2 separate regions of the Cricetulus griseus genome follow, and region 2 is linked to region 1. A link is a contact called in public Micro-C data. All regions are on one chromosome and are shown on one strand. Each heading gives the region's core, a stretch centred on a gene start, on an enhancer-like site or on the middle of the called end of the contact. The rest is flanking DNA. Distances are from core to core; before and after follow the strand shown.

Region 1 (3,065 bases), core at 161-2,660:
CTAGTTCCAGGACAGCCTCCAAAGCCACAGAGAAACCCTATCTCAAAAAAAAAAACAAAAACAAAAAACAAAAAAACAACAAAAAAATAGTTGAAAACTTTGGAATCTGAGTTTTTGTGTATTTGTATATTCAGTTTGACAGGACAAGAACTTGATAACTGTCAGCTCCTCCATTGAACCTTTGTATACAGACTTCAAAAAGGCAACTGTCCTCCTAAGAGTTACTTCATTGTTTACTTACAGAAACCTAACTAGTAGATATTGATATTGTGGGATGCTGGCTTGCACAGCCTTGGGGTGCTGTTCACAAAAACCACAATTCAGAGTTCATCAGACACTATTGCACTTTGAATCATACTTCAAAGATATTTTCATTACAAGCTCACAGCTGTCATTTAGACAAAATTAACTTACTGACATTTTTTGCTATCTTGGATTGTATTGACTGGCCTAGAACATTTCAGTGAGAATTCAGTCTGATTGCAGGCTACTGTAGCTTACGGTTCTAGTCAGTGAGCTGCCACTGACAAGCAAATGTGCTGTTTCCTCTTCTTTGGACTTATGAATACAGCGTGTGTCCTAATTTGTTGCACAGATCCTACAATGTTAATAATGCGTTTTAATAAATTAGTTGGAATATACATTTGTGCCTTGTTTTTTTTGTCTTTAATTATGTTAACTTTTACACTTGAGTTATCTGGTAAGCCTTTCAAATAGCAGGCCTTTACTACCCTGCAGTGTGGGTGCTACTAAGTCTTTTGACTTGATGACGAGTTCGGCCTGTATAACATCTTAACATTATTTGAACTTTAATCAGACTTATAGTTCATAGTTTAGGATTATTTTATTCTAGGATACAAGGATATGGTTTTTAAAAGCTAAATAAAAGCACTGGGGGTGGGGGCGGGGAGTAAAAAGCACTCGGAAGGCAGCGGCAGGAGGATCTCTATGAGTTCGAGGCCAGCCTGATCTACAAAGTAAGTTCCAGGACAGCCAGGGCTGTTACACAGAGAAACCCTGTCTCGAAAAACCAAACAAAAAGGCTAAAAGGGAAAACACAGCATGGCACAAAGGTGTACCTGTTTCATTATCAGACCTCGGGTTTTTGCACTGACCCCAAAATCACAACTCAAATACTCGCTGGCCATCTGCTGTGCACATAACTGCTGTTTTCAAAGCAGAAAGCCAAACACTGAAAGCTGCTACCAAAAGGAATCTTGAGATTCTGAAATTCAGAACAGCCACCACGTATTTGCTTCAGTATTAGGTCTTCCAAACGAAAAGAATTAACGACTCACAAAACAGCTCGCTGGGCTAAACTCGGGCTAGCATGTGAGACGCCCCGCGGGCTTGGGGTTCCCCCGCCCAAGCAGGAGAGGCCCTCGCCTTCTCGGAAGCAGAGGTGGGGGCCACCGGTGGCTCTCGTGGCGTCACCTCCGGGTCACACAAGCACTTCCGGGTCACTGGCCCAGCGCTGTGGTTTCCGTGGCTGAGGAGGTGGTCGCGGCGGGCACCCTGCCCGGCTCTGCTAGCGCCGCGGCGGAAGCGCCTTCCCTCAGGTAGGGGGCGGCGGGGCCGGGAGCGGGGGAGCCGCGGCGGGGCGGGCGGTAGCGAGCGCTGTGGCCGCCGGAAGCCGCCCCCAGGCAGACGCGGCCGCGCGGGAGCAGCCGCCTTCCCGCTCTCCTCAGGCCGCGCTCGGTGGACGCGCGTCTGGCTCAGACACCGGAACCAAGCGCCCCCGCTCCATCTCCACCGTGAGGAGGGAACGCCGCAGTTCTGCAGCTGTCGCCACCTTAAAAGATTGGAGATGGCCGAGGCATCTAGTTTGAGCAGACGTTGAAGTCGCTCCTCGCTGTTTTCTAAATAATGCTTAGTTGTCAGAAGGGAGCGTGGCACGGCTCTCTGCTGGGCCGTTTTCAAGTTTGTAATCTCCCTGACCTTTTTCGCCTCTTCTCAAAACACCTGTACTGACCGGCGTTTACCTTCAACGGACTAAATGTTTCGTTTGACTCCCGTCGTGGGTCAGGTACTGTTCTCGGCCCGCAGGTTTCCTCAGGGAGTAAAACACAAAGATCCATGCCCTCGTGGACCTTACATTTTATGCAGAGAATAAATATAAGACCGTTATGTAACTTGGCATATGGTGCCAACAAGAAATTTGAGCGAGCTAAAAGGTACGGATTAGTTCACTAGTGGATGTGGGAGTCCGCAGTGTTTAGGCGTTGTTGGGTGGGAGCTATTTGGGCAAAGATGAGTTTTGTGTGTTAGTCAAGTTCCGATCTGCGCAAGAACATTTCAGGCAGAAAGAACAGCCATCAGAAAGGCAGAGACGTGCCTGTCATGCTCGGGAAGTTGGGGTGTGCAAGGGGGAGACAGATAGTAGGTAAGACCAGACATGAAAGGTAGCCACATTGTCAGTGCTGATGAAAGCTGTGGGAGAAAAGGAATTTTTCTAGCCCATGTTTTCAAAAGATAACTCCAATGTAAACTATAAAGAGCTTGGGGAACAAATTTAGCATAAAGGAAATGGGGACACCATTTGCACCATCCAAGTGACTTGTAACAGTGGCTCAGAACAAGGAAGTAATAATAGGCATGTGGAGAAATGATTGGATACTGCATCCATTTTGAAGGTTGTGTTTACAAGATTTGCTAGGAATTGGACATCTTTGTGGTTTACAACTTCAAAGGTCTTCTTGTCTAAGCCCATAGAGGTCACTTCATCTGAGATGCAAAGGACAAGCAGAAATTTTGAATAGGAAGTTAGTTCCAGAATTGAGAATTGCTTAGAGGATATGTGTATTTGGGACTCACCAACTGATGTTTAAAGCCATAAGAATGAAAGTTAAACTTCATAAATGTATGTAGAAAGAAAATAGTAAACAGAGACTGTCTTGTGATTGTAAGGAATAGGGAAGGGCCAGACATGGTGGTGCACACCCTTAATTCCAGCACCCAGGAGGCAGACACAGGCAGATCTCTCTGAGTTTCAGACCAGCCAGGGCTACAAGGAGAAGAGGGTCAGTCGTCGGGATGAACCAGGGAATCTAAGAAGACAACCCCAA
Region 2 (3,065 bases), core at 162-2,661, 65 kb after region 1:
CCTGTTTGCCTCACCTATAACAGGAAATAAACTTTCTCCTACAGTTGCAAGTTAAGGGTTGAATGAGTTACAAGGCACAAAACTTTTAAATTGCTCAGTCAGGGTGGAAAAAAACCCCACGGCCCTAGTCCACCATCTTCATTTTAGTAGACAGAAAGCTCCAGGCTGGAAGGGTCTGGGGTTTTAGCCAGGTGGAGTTAGATTAGAACCCTGACTTCTCAATGCCAAGCTCAGGGATTTAACCAAGCTGCCATGGCACCGGCTGTGAGTGGGTAGGTAGTTAAGCTGGGACAGTTTTTCAAGCAGTCGCCAGTGTGGCAGGGGCTAGGTCACAGATGGGCTCAGATGTGATCTGTCCTGATTTCCTTATTGATTCAAGATTGATCCCAATGGGCTCCATCTATGCTTCCCTTATGAATTTTTTTTTGAGAGAGTCTTTGTAGAGGAAGTCCACACAGCCCTGCAAGCAATTATGTTCTAAGATGTTATCTGTTTAAGTGAATGTGTGGGAGGGGGTGGAGGAGTTGGGTGCACATGCCAACTCACACATGTGGTAGTCAAAAGGTAACTCTGTGGAGTCTATTTTCTACTATCTTCACACAAGTCCAGGGATTGAACTCAGGTAGCTGGGCTTGCAGGACAAGTGCCTTTACCTGCAGTCATCTCTCCAATCCCTACAATGCTGTCTGAAGGCAGATTCTCAAGTACACACAGACTTATTACTGAGGGCCTTAGAACAGGCAGATTACATAAATCTCCAACCCATTCTTATCTTCCATAATTTCTCAATGGCTTTCAATCAAGTCCAAATTATTTTTCTTGATACTCAAGATTCTGTAGTCACCAGCCACTGTCAACACTCTGAGGACACACTGCCAACTTACGTGATTTTCTGCCCTCAGCCTGGCCATCTTCCACAAAGCATCTGGAGACACCAAGCTAAAACATCAATCAGATCACATCTCTCCTTCACTGACAAGCATCCAACTGGTTCCTGCCCCAGGCAAACAAAGCTTGCTTACATAGTTGGCCCTCTGCCACATCTATGGTCATTTCTTCCTTTTCTACTTCTCTTCCCCTAGCTCTCATTATGGATCCCTGGCGATTTCCCCCACAGAAGCATCTCCTTCCTCAAAGCCTTTGTACTCACCTGTGTTCTATTCCCAGTATCTGTATATCTGTATGTTTGCATGCTCTCTCTGTGTCTCTGTCTCTCTCTCTCTCTCTCTCTCTCTCTCTCTCTCTCTCTCTCTCTCTCTCTCTGTGTGTGTGTGTGTGTGTGTGTGTGTGTGTGTGTGTGTGTAGGAGTCAGTTCACTTCTCCTATGTGGGACCCAGGGATTGAGTTCAGGTTATTAAGCTCTGCAACAAGAACCCACTGAGATACCGTGCTGGCCCCTAAATGTTCTTTTCCAGTGAAGGAAATGGCTCACTCCTTAGTCATCACCTTCACAGACAGACTCTCCACTGGCTGATCACCCACTTTATAATCAGCCCTCTTTTTCAATTAATTTGCTGATTCATTGTGTTTATTGCCTGTCTCCTCCCACTGTGAATAGGTTGGTTTATTTTTCTTTCACTGATGTATTTGCAGTGCCCAGAACAGAATATAGCACACAGTAGGTGCCTTATAAGCATTTCTTGACTGAATTATGGCCATGGGACCTCACGGATAGTAAGGGATGGAATTTGTTAAAGTAGTTTACTTAGTTACCTGCCCAAAGAAAAGACAAGATGTAGGTAGACAATCATGCTTCAGAGGGATGTTTTCAAAATTGAAGGAGTCTGGGAGGGGTCAGGGTGCACAAAAGTTTATTTAAGGAAATTAGGAAAAGAATCAGCAAGAAAAAGTAGTAGAATAATTCACTAAAGCAGACAAAAGTTTATAGGCAGGCCTCAGTTCTCAGGGCTCAACCCCAAATGTCAGCATCCATGAGGAAGACGAAAAAAGATTCATGTAACCAGCATGCACGGAATCAATAGAGGCATAAAAATAATTACAGATATGCAGAAGACAAGAGAGGTGAGATTAAGCATTTACTCTGTACTTCAGATAAGAGTGTTGGCAGAGCACAGAGGCTGGAGAGACATCGGGGAATTTGCTGTGTCGATAGGGCCAGATGGGAAGCAATGACTGTGTCTCTTCTGGTAATATCACTGACCTCTCCTCCTTGACATCATAGTAACTGCCAGGTTTACAGCTATGGTGGCCCAGCTCAAGGCTGAACATGTGATTGTAGATGTTCTGACTAGATGTGGATTCTCTGGAAATGCATTATCAAGACCTATGGGTATCAAGGACAGGTCATTTTCTTGCTGGAATGATGAAGTCCAGGAATCACTGCTGGATAGGGAGGGACTCATGGGGAAAAGAACCATTACACACTTCCCATCAATCAAATAAGAGAAAATTATACTGCCTCCAGCCAGCTGTGTGTATAACACCTGTGGTCTACAGGGTCACTGTGGAAAAGACTTTTCATTGCTTGGTGCATGGGATCCTCTACATGGAGAAGTGGAGTCTAGCCTTCAGACAATAAACATTTCATTTTGCTGTGAGGAGTTATGTCCTCCTTTCTCATCACAACCCTGCCTTCCTCACTGTCTCTTCCATAGCCTCTCCCCACACGTCCCTTCTTAGATCTCAAGAGTGTTTTAACCCATTTCTCTCTGTTCTGTTTCCAGGAACCTTCACATGGAACACCTTTGAGCTGAAGGGTGTTCATTTGAGGGAAAAAAAAGGATTTTCTTTTTTCTGGAGTCTTAACAAGTCAATATTCATTCAGTTCATTATTTACCCTTCTACCTAAGCCTATCATTAAATGGGGATTTCATTAAAATATCTACCAAGTGCACCGTAGTAACAAGAATTAATAAAAGGATGATGGGGCTGGAGAGATGGCTCAGAGAATAAAGTGCTTGCTACACAAGCATAAGGACCTGAGTTCAGATCCCCGGGAACCATGTAAAAGCCAGGCATAGCCACATGCATCTGTAATCCATAGATGGGAGACAGAGACAGGTGGATGCCTGAGTTCACTGACTAGCCGGTCGAGCCAATCAATG

What was found. A called contact is a pair of places that touch in the nucleus more often than the background predicts.
Region 2: a contact with region 1 is called in a Micro-C map of the CHO-K1 cell line, with 2.4 times the contacts expected there. The contact joins the enhancer-like site here to the promoter of Gtf2a2 in region 1. A contact is called at or near these places in 3 of 8 Hi-C or Micro-C datasets (the CHK-Q cell line and the CHO-K1 cell line).

The regions. Positions count from the first base shown.
Region 1 is chr4:181,546,963-181,550,027 of CriGri-PICRH-1.0, forward strand. It overlaps Gtf2a2 (transcription initiation factor IIA subunit 2), which reads left to right and starts at 1,411. Exons shown (of 4, transcript XM_027411253.2): 1 at 1,411-1,559. It overlaps Bnip2 (BCL2/adenovirus E1B 19 kDa protein-interacting protein 2), which reads left to right. Exons shown (of 10, transcript XM_027411248.2): 10 at 1-641.
Region 2 is chr4:181,611,735-181,614,799 of CriGri-PICRH-1.0, forward strand. No RefSeq gene overlaps it. Among named protein-coding and RNA genes, the nearest start is that of Gcnt3, 40 kb to the left of the region's middle. Within about 2 kb of position 1,412, at least 2 of the 6 cell types and tissues checked have open chromatin away from gene starts, as enhancers often do. A contact at or near this core is called in the CHO-K1 cell line, where this site is marked.